3 separate regions of the Mus musculus genome follow, and regions 1 and 2 are each linked to region 3. Evidence: chromatin contacts called from public HiChIP or PLAC-seq data. All regions are on one chromosome and are shown on one strand. The core of a region is the stretch at or near the end of the contact, and the rest is flanking DNA. Distances in the headings are between cores, read along the strand shown. Region 1 holds the start of 4933404O12Rik (RIKEN cDNA 4933404O12 gene). Region 2 has its middle 18 kb from the start of Fis1. Region 3 holds the start of Serpine1 (serine (or cysteine) peptidase inhibitor, clade E, member 1).

Region 1 (3,040 bases), core at 426-2,925, 150 kb before region 3:
GCAGAGGCAAAAAGATCCCAAGCCCAGAACTGGTGCTGCTTATATAGGCCTAGGAGAGGCGTGTCTCACACCCGGATTGGTTGTGCTTGGGTTATGTTTACCACCTCATTTGCATGCCTACATCTGATTGGTTAACCTCTCTCATCTGATTGGTTAATTTTGGTTAATTCTCAAAACCTCATCTTGGCAAAAGAACTTTACTGCCTATGTATGCATGGTGGCCAGCGGAAGCCAGCGCCACCCTGCAACGGCACATGTGGCTTCCCACAATAACCTTGAATCCCTGATCCTTCTGCCTTCACTCTCACAGGCCGCCATTACCCATGCCCAGTTTATGTGATGCTACAGATGGGAGCCAGATGGGCTTCCTGTTAGCCAGGTGTCTACCCACAGAGCTGCAGGCCTCTCTGTTGCTCTTTATACAGCCTTTGAAAGCATGCCTCTTGTTTCCAAAGCCTCAGTGTGGCCCAGGTCCACTTCAGGATTCCAGATACTCAGCCTGTGAAAATCAAAATGAGCTCCGTCTTCTACATCTATAGTCTTATCAGAGTTTTGGTCAGATTATAGAACAAAGGCCATCGTTATCCAAACCCTCTGGTCAGGTGGTTGGCACTGTCTCTTGGGATCCCAGTCTCCTTAGTTACCGTCTCTCAGTGTGTAGCAAGAGAAAGATTCATACCCAGGCCTTTCATTCCTATTGTGTCCTGGAGTGAACATTTAGTTTGAAGGTTAACTCAGAACAAGCCGTTAGTAGTTTTCAAGATTTCTTCCTACCGTATAGGTTATTGTCTTAGTTATGGTTTTACTGCTGTGAACAGACACCATGACCAAGGCAAGTCTTATAAAAACATTTAATTGGGGCTGGCTTACAGGTTCAGAGGTTCAGTCCATTATCAAGGTGGGAGCATGGCAGTATCCAGGCAGGCATGGTGCAGGAGGAGCTGAGAGTTCTATGTCTTCATCCAAAGGCGGCTAGTGGAAGACTGACTCCTAGGCAACTAGGGTGAGAATCTTAAACTCACACCCACAGAGGCACACCTACTCCAACCAGGTCACACCTCCAAATGGTGCCACTCCCTGGCCCAAGAATATACAAACCATCACATTTATGAAGTATGTATTAATCGTAATAGCCACAGGTTCCTTTGGTCTACTTTTGTGTACAACAAACCTTAAAGGAAGATGGCTGAAGACAGGCTAGCCAGGTACAAGCTCCACTTAGGATATGCAGTGTCTGAAACGGCTCCGAGGGTAAATATAAAAAAGGGACTTTCTAAATACTATTTAAGTACTTATAAGGCAAATACTGTGTTTGAATTCTCCTTAAAGGCGTGGCTAGTAATCAATGGACTACGTTTCCCATAGCTCCTGTGGCAGCTTCTCTGCATTTCCTAGAAGGCTGTTCGCCCTTTGCTCTGGCCCTGATCATCCGTGGGAAGAAAAAATGGCAATGTATTCGTCAGCATTGTTTAAGTCAAATATCGTCTTTTGTCCTTTATCGTTCCCCTAATCTGGCTTCTGCTCCTTCGCTCGCTGGCTTGCAGAGCCCAAATAATCTGAGAATAGTCTCTGTGGCAACTACAACGGTTTCTAGGGCTACTCGGAGAAGCAGGAGGCTGTCCATGCCGAAGCATTCTGGGAGTTGTAGTTCTGGTTCCTTTCCAGGCAACGGCTTGTCTTGCTCTGCCTCCTCCCACACCAGAAGTGAGCATCAGGTGGTGGCGAGCGCGTAGACAGGGTGAAAGGTGTGAGGGTTAGCGACAGATCTGCGTATTCACCTTGCTGGTCACCGGCCACCACCACCTCGGCGCCAATGAATTTTCTGTCGCGAGCCCCGCTAACGGCTTGCCGCTGAAAACTCTGGGAAATGTAGTTAGGCGCGAGCAAGCTGTCGTTAGTTGCAGGTCTGAGGCGGGAACCGGGGCTCCTCATGTGTTCGCGGCTCGGTTCAGCCTTCCACGGTGAGGATTTTCAGCCGGGAAATCAGGACAAGACCTGGGACTGGATGCGCGGGAAGCCCAGCCCTGAGCCGGGGGGTGGGGGTGGGTGGGGGCGCAGGCCACCTCTCCAGTCCTGAAACCCCCCCCCCCCCCCCCCCGGTGATGTGACTCTGGGTTAACCGTCTAGTTCCTTCACGTTGTCCGGAATAGCAGAATGGATCCTGGTGATCGGAGCAATTAGGTGCTGTCCATGGGCTGGGGAGATGACACAGGGGTAAGAGAGCTTTTGCAACCTTGAGAAACCGCTCGAATCCCCAGCAGGGAGACAGGGACACAACCAACATGTGGGATCAGAGACCCTAGCCGCCAGCCTAGTCTACCTTCAAGTTCAGAGACGGACCCTGGCTCTGGGGAATGAAGCTGGGAGTAATAACTTCCTGTGGCCCCTGCAGTTGCACACGAGCTCTCAAGCATATGTCAGCATGCATACACCACACACAATAAGTAGTGATGGGTGCTGCCACAGCCACAGCCCTCCACTATTAAAGAAGAGGGAGCTGGGGTTAGAGTCGATAAGGTACCCCTCATCCATGGTCTAGCTGGGGCCGACAGACACAGATCTGCAGTACCTAGCAGTGTTTGCCCTCGGAAGCTTCACTGCTTCCTAAGAGCAAACGCGTTGATACTCCAGTAAATGACAAGGCTGGCGGGTGCTTTTGTTTGATTGGTTGGTTTTTGTTTTGTTTTGGGGGGATTTTGTTGTTTTCTGTTTTGTTTGTTTTTAGTCTGATGTTTGTTTTGGTTGTTGCCGTATGTATTTAGGGGGAGGGCATGTAGTGGTCAGAAAACTTTCTGGGTTCAGAAATTGATCCTTTCCTTTTGCCACGTGGGTCTGGGGGATTGCACTCATGTGATGCAGTGAGTGATCACATTTACCTGCTGAGCTATCTCACCACCTATCTTGGTTTTGTTTGAAATAAGGTCTGTATATGTAACCCTAGGCTGGCTTGGAACTTATAGTCATCCTCCTGCCTCAGCTTCCCCCAGTCCTGGGATTACAGACTTTAGGGAAATCATGATTAAAAATAAATAAATAGCCA
Region 2 (3,082 bases), core at 98-2,597, 130 kb before region 3:
CCCAGGCTCTGACTGCTTTGGGTCAAGGCAGAGGTCATTCATGTCAGGAAGCAGGTAGCAAACTAAGCTGCTCTCCTCCTCGAGTCTGGACCAGGGATGCTTGAAGTCTTTACAAGTCCGAAGTGATGGACTTCCTCCAACCAGGCCCCACCTCCAGACCCAAACCAGAGCTACCAGGACAGCCTAGTTCATCATTCTGTTAAATTCCTGTAGGTATGTTTGTTGTATGTGCTCGTGTGTGCAGTTGCATATGCCAATAAGGAGAGGACTTCGGCTGTCCCACCTTACTGCCTTGAGACAAGGTGTCACTACAGTACATGTGGGATCCCTTACGAAGTCCTGTCCCTCCACCACCCTGACCGTCCTGGGGTTACAGGCATGCAAACAGCCATGCTTAGCTTTTTACACCATGCTGGGAATTTGAACTAAGAGCCCCATGTTTGCAAAGCAAGCACTCTTGCCCACTGAACCATCTCTCCAGTCCTTAGTTCATCTTTTTCTGCCCCAGGGTTGCATGTAGCCCAGCTCAGGCTGGCCTCAAGCTATGTAGCCCAAATGAGCTCCTCATCCTCCTGCCTCCACCCCTCAGGGGCTCAGTCTACAGGTGTGCCCCTCAGTGCTGGTTTGCTGCCTGGTTCCTCTTGATTCTATTTTGGGCACAGAAAAGAACCTCTTACCAATCTCTCAGTGAGGATTCTAGTTCTCAGAATTTGACCAGGGGTCATTGCCATGGCTACGGAGATATGTGAAACTGTGCTTAAAAAAAAGAAAACCTTCTCTGTTAACTCTAGCCTCACACTCAAACAAAGGAAATCTCCAGGCCTGACAGCTTCATGGAGGGACTCTGCTCATATCTGAAGAAATATTAAAGGCCAAGCACAGTGGTGCAAAGCCACGATTCCAGGTCTCCAGAGGCAGGAGGATCGAGGCCAGCCCAAACTCTTTGAGAATCTCTTGAGATCTCAGAAGGAATTTTTTTTTTTTTTGAGATAGGGTTTTACTATGTAACTTTGGAACTCTCTATGTAGACCAGGCTTACCTCAGACTCACAGAGACCTGCCTGCCTCTGTCTCCTAAGTATAGAGTTCTCTCGAAATGAACATATAAAAGGTCTGGGGAGTTGGCCTCTGGAACAGGATGCACGCATTATTTAATATGTGTACAGTTCAACCCACAGCACTGAAGAGCTAAAACATGCCGAGCCAGCATAGCAATGCAAGTGGACCACAGCCCAGCTGCGGGTTCTCACCTAGCCTGGAGGAAACTCTGGGCTCCATCCCACCTGGTGCTCCAGATGTGGAGCCAGAGGATGGGAGAGTTAAAGGCCATCATGAAACTACTTAGTAAGACAAGGCCAGCAGCTCCTGCCTCTGCAGCATGCCTGCTGTGAGGACTGTTACCTGAGACCATGAGCCAGATTAACCTGGCTCCCCTGAGTGGCCTTTTGTTGTTGTTGTTGTTGTGGGGGGGGGGTGTTTGTTTTTGTTTTCTTTGGGGGGGGCTGGGAGTTGGAGACAGGGTCTCTGATGGTGCTCTAGCTGGCCTAGAATTTCTTATGTAGACCAGGCTGGGCTCAAACTCACAGAGATCCTCCTGCCTCTACCCACCTTGTGGTAGGTTTAAAGGCATGCAGCACCACAATAAGCTTGTCAGGGCATTTTTATCACAGAGCCAGATGACAATCCCACAAGGGCTCTCAGTGGTCACCTGCCTAGAATCCCCCAGGAGAGACTGGGAGCATGGCTCAGTGGTAGAGCCCCTGCCTAGAATCCCCCAGGGAGGGGCTGGGGGCGTGGCTCGGTGGTAGAGTCTCTGCCTAGAATCCCCCAGTGAGGGGCTGGAGGTGTGGCTCTCTGCCTAGAATCCCCCAGTGAGGGGCTGGGGGCATGGCTCAGTAGTAACACACCAGCGTAGTTTGGCCTAATTGGTGAGCTCTAGGCCAGGGAGAGACCCTGTTTCAAAGGTGGTAGATGTTGTTCTTAAAGATGATACCAGCCAGGCGTGGTGACGCACGCCTTTAATCCCAGCACTCGGGAGGCAGAGGCAGGCTGATTTCTGAGTTCGAGGCCAGCCTGGTCTACAAAGTGAGTTCCAGGACAGCCAGGGCTACACAGAGAAACCCTGTCTCGAAAAAAACCACTTTGGGGGTCTAGCAAGGTGGCTCATTGGTTAAGAGCACATACTTCTTTTTCAAAGGCCCTGAACTGGGATCCTAGCACCCACACTAGTGGCTTACAACCACCTGTAACTCCCACTCTGGGGTGAAACAGCACTATCCTCCAGTTTCTGTGGGCACTTGTGCTCCTGTGCACACATATAACTTTTCTTAGGAGATCTGTAGCTTAGATGACGTCCCTATGTCCCAGGTAGCTCGAAGGAGGACACCTGCTGTGTGAGAGGCTGAGGTCTCTGGGTGATCAGCACCCTAAGGACTGAAGCCAAGGGACCCATTGCCAGGCCAGCCCAGGCTATGCAGCAAGAGCTCACAGCAAGAGGCAAGAGCCTGCAAGATGCCTTAGCAGGTAAACGTGCCAGCCATCATGCCTGGTGACCTGAGTTTGATCCCCCAGACCTACAGAGAGAAAAGACTCCTACAAATTGTTCTCTGACCTCCATCCTTATATGCTAGCACATGCACACGTGCCTCTTTCCAACCACCCACCCACACAATAAAACAGAATAAAGGAAGAATGGAGGGAGGGGGCGATGAGTAGGGGTGAGGGCAGAAAGAAAATCCTAAATATAGTCTATTATCAGGTTCCACAATTAGGACTTCACTCTGACTTTGGGGATAGAAGGTGGGACACCATTCTGCCCGTAACACATATAAAGCTCAGGGTTTTGTTCCGTATTGAACAAAAACCTTCTAAATATATAGTAGCAGGGGGTGGGGAGCCTCATCTAATGAGACACGTCTTCGCAATTTTCCATTGCCTTCATCCCATCTTCAGCTGGTTAAATCAATAAAAGTCTCTGCAGTTTAAAAATACTTGAACAACTTTGACACTGGAGAACACTCGGTGCTTAGACTCGCTCTGCTTGATGGGATCTCATTTTCCAGAGGAAGCAGCCTCCGCTTAGC
Region 3 (3,186 bases), core at 679-3,178:
GCCTGGAATGGAGTTTACTGTGTAGCATAGGTTGTCCTCGAATTCACAATTGTCCTTCTCCCTCAGCCTCCCAAGTGCTGTAATTACAGACACCATGCCTAGCTAGGTTGTTCTTATATTAATGGCATTATTGAAGAATTCATGTTCGTAATCCTATTACATATTTACTCAACTCTGTGTGGGAGACATTCTTTAGTTGTTCCCTATTTCATAGATAATAAAACCAAGGTTTACAAGAGTTAAGGTCCCATGTTTTGTTTTGCTCTTGTGTTTAAAGGTCTCATGTAATCCAGGCTGTTGCTGAACTCGATACTTAGCCAGCTATGAGTTTGAACTCCTGATCCTTCTGCCTCCACTTCCCAAGTAACATGGCCACAGTTCTACACCATCATCTTCAGTTTCCTTAGATTTGGGGATGGAGCCCAGGGCTTTGTGTATGCTGGGGAAGCTATATCGCAGCACCAGAGTCACACAGTTCCTGTGTGCTGATTCCACTGGCTAGTATAAGACAAGGTCAACTGACCCAATAGTGGGAGAGAAAACGGGTGGTCTCTGGGCTGCGGCTGGACGTGACTAGACTCAGTGATGCTGCAGTCAGCCTTCCCTGCCTTCTCCGTTTGTTCTGGACCTGGTCTGTGAGCTCCTCCCGACCTTTTCCTCCAGCTCCCACTCCGCCCCAAGACTCTCACCATTGACTTTGAATCCCATAGCATCTTGGATCTGCCGCCGGGTTTTCCCCGCTGTGGTCATCTGCAGCATAGCCAGCACCGAGGACACGCCATAGGGAGAGAAGACCACATTCCGGTCTTTGGAGGCCTGGACCACCTGCTGAAACACTTTTACTCCGAAGTCGGTGGCCTGATGGGCTGTGTGGGATTCTCGGAGGGGTAAAGTGAACCCTTTCCCAGAGACCAGAACCAGGCCCAGGATGAGGCAAGCAAGGGCTGAAGACATCTGCATCCTAGGAAGAATAGAAGGGAATCTGATAAAGACATGTGCCGGGAAGACTGCCCGGGGGGGGGGGGTGTTGCCTCCTCAGAGTGCTCGCCTCTAGCCTGTAAGCCATCAGTGCGGTAAGTTCCATTCATTAAGACCCCACAATGCAATTGGATGATGAGATCCCACAATGCAATTGGATAACCAGCTCATCCCCTGCTGCCTCCAATTCTTTTCATCCCCCCCCCCCCCCAGAATCTTGCTTGCTATGTAACCTAGGCTGGACTTGAACTCAGGACACTCCTGCTTCACTTCTCCCAAGTGCTGTGATTACAGGCACGAATAGATGCTACTTGATGTTTTAACATAGGCTGTCCTCACTTTTTTTTTTAACCTAGGTGAATCTTAGAAAAACAGCCCCTGTGCATCTCTGATCCCTTCTGTGGGGCTAAGAGACCTTTAGACGATGATAGCTTTTGGCTTAAAGTGAGAGCTGATTCCTGAAAGTTGATCCCTGATTTCCACTCTTGAACACATGAGTACGCACACATGCATACAGATATAAATGCATCTTTCCTTTTAAAAGTAAAGTCCCTTTGCTAAACTGAGAAAGGAGAGGTTTGCTGGGGAAGGACCCAAAGACTATGTGCTGGCTTCTGGGATACAGGGTTGGAAGTGCGGTTTGACCATCTTTCCTGACCACCTGTGGTCCTGGCTGGGCTAGGGTGGACTAAAGGCTGCAGAGTTCCAGAAAAGAGTGGAAGGGAAAGGAGGGAAAACGGAGGGTGAGAGATGGAGACGGGACGTTTTTCTTCCTTAGGTGAGAGTGTAAGCTTGCCTTTCTCCTACCTGAGTATTCAAAGGTGCCTTGTGATTGGCTCTTGTTGGCTGTCGCTCAGCTGTGGTTGGCTGTGTGCTGCCGGAGGCGGGTGTGCGGCGGTCCTCCTTCACAAAGCTCTCGGGGCTCTGCTGCAGCCTGATCCAGCTGTGCTCCGTTCCCTGGCTGCTGCCTCCCTTTATACCAGATGTGAGCCGGAAATAGATGAACTCATGTTCCAGCCCCACCCACTTTCTAACTCTGGAAATGTCTGGGCTGCCCGCCGGCCCTGCCCCCTCTCCCCCTCCCTCCCTCCCTCCCAGTGACTTGCTGGGACACGTGTGTGTACGTGTGAAAGGGCATGGGGGATAATTGAGCAAACTCTGGTTCCCTTGACTGGAACATCCCTGTGCCTTTGGCTGGTCGGTCGTCTAGACCCTTGGAAGTACCACAAGAGCCTACAAAGCCTGGTGTTTGGAATTCCCTTCCTCGAGCCTTGGTCTGCTGCAACACGACCCCCTTTTTTTGGAGACAGCCATCACAGAGAAGCTATGGACCCTGACAGTGCTGTCTGCCCCTTGTGCACCCTGGGCCTACATCCAGGAAAAGTTGGCCTGGCTTTCTCTTGGGTTACTGCCCAGTGACCAGAGGGCATGAAATGTGCCCTGTGATTGTCTGGGTTCTCGTTCCTCTTGGACTTAAGCCCAATAGAGAACTTCAAGTCCTTTCCTCCTCCCTCCGTGTGCCCGCCAGGCCTGCTGTGAAGCATGTCTGACTCCCCACATGGGGCCAGACTCTCCTGGTGCCCTGAGGGCTCGCTCTTTGTGTCAATAGCCTTGTGCGGCTGGGTTTTGAGGTGTACTGGGTGGGGTGCTGATGGCTGGATTGGACCAGCCTCTTCCACTAATGAGAACAGAGGTTACCACAGAAAGCTCTGTCAAGGAGCAAGAACCAGTACAGCAGCCTGAGATGACTGAGAGAGAGAAAGAGGTGTTTTCTTAAGATTTTGTTTTTATCATTCATTCTCGGTTGTTTGTTTGCTTGTTTGTTTAGGCAGAGTATCATTTTATGTTGTCCTGGCTAGCCTGGAACTCAATCTGCAGCTTTGGCTGGCTTCTACCTCACAGAGCTCTGCCTGCTTCTGCCTCCTGAGTGCTCCGATTAGAGGCGTGTGCCGCCACGCCCAGCTTTTCTCTTCCGTTTTAATTATGTGTGTGGTGTGTGTGTGTGTCCGTTTGTGTGCGCATGTGAAAGCTGGGAAGTGTCAGATTCCCTGGAGCTGGAGTTACAGGGACTTGTATGTCATTTGTCGTGGGTGTTGGGAATGGAAGTTAGGTCCTCTACTAGGACAGTGTGTGCTTTTAAGGGCTGAGCCATCTCTCTAGGCCCCAGAGGGTGTTTTGAAGCTTTCTTTCTCTCTGGATATAGACACT

What was found. HiChIP or PLAC-seq counts read pairs in DNA pulled down with a chosen protein or histone mark.
Region 1: a contact with region 3 is called in an H3K27ac HiChIP or PLAC-seq map of embryonic stem cells, with 11 read pairs. The contact joins the promoter of 4933404O12Rik here to the promoter of Serpine1 in region 3. A contact is called at or near these places in 2 of 39 promoter capture datasets (3T3-L1-derived adipocytes and cranial neural crest), 7 of 115 datasets of contacts at active chromatin or transcription factors (bone marrow-derived macrophages, embryonic basal ganglia, embryonic stem cells and 1 more) and 3 of 9 other capture datasets (adipose tissue, embryonic stem cells and liver).
Region 2: a contact with region 3 is called in an H3K27ac HiChIP or PLAC-seq map of embryonic stem cells, with 6 read pairs. The contact joins the enhancer-like site here to the promoter of Serpine1 in region 3. A contact is called at or near these places in 2 of 39 promoter capture datasets (3T3-L1-derived adipocytes and macrophages), 3 of 115 datasets of contacts at active chromatin or transcription factors (bone marrow-derived macrophages and embryonic stem cells) and 3 of 9 other capture datasets (adipose tissue, liver and pancreatic islet).

Annotation. Positions count from the first base shown.
Region 1 is chr5:136,917,471-136,920,510 of GRCm38.p6, forward strand. It overlaps 4933404O12Rik (RIKEN cDNA 4933404O12 gene), which reads left to right and starts at 1,676. Exons shown (of 4, transcript NR_015555.1): 1 at 1,676-1,961.
Region 2 is chr5:136,942,239-136,945,320 of GRCm38.p6, forward strand. No RefSeq gene overlaps it. Among named protein-coding and RNA genes, the nearest start is that of Fis1, 18 kb to the right of the region's middle. Within about 2 kb of position 1,348, at least 13 of the 459 cell types and tissues checked have an H3K27ac peak or open chromatin away from gene starts, as enhancers often do. A contact at or near this core is called in embryonic stem cells, where this site is marked.
Region 3 is chr5:137,070,344-137,073,529 of GRCm38.p6, forward strand. Serpine1 (serine (or cysteine) peptidase inhibitor, clade E, member 1) reads right to left here and starts at 1,929. Exons shown (of 9, transcript NM_008871.2): 1 at 1,786-1,929; 2 at 690-961. The coding sequence starts at 960.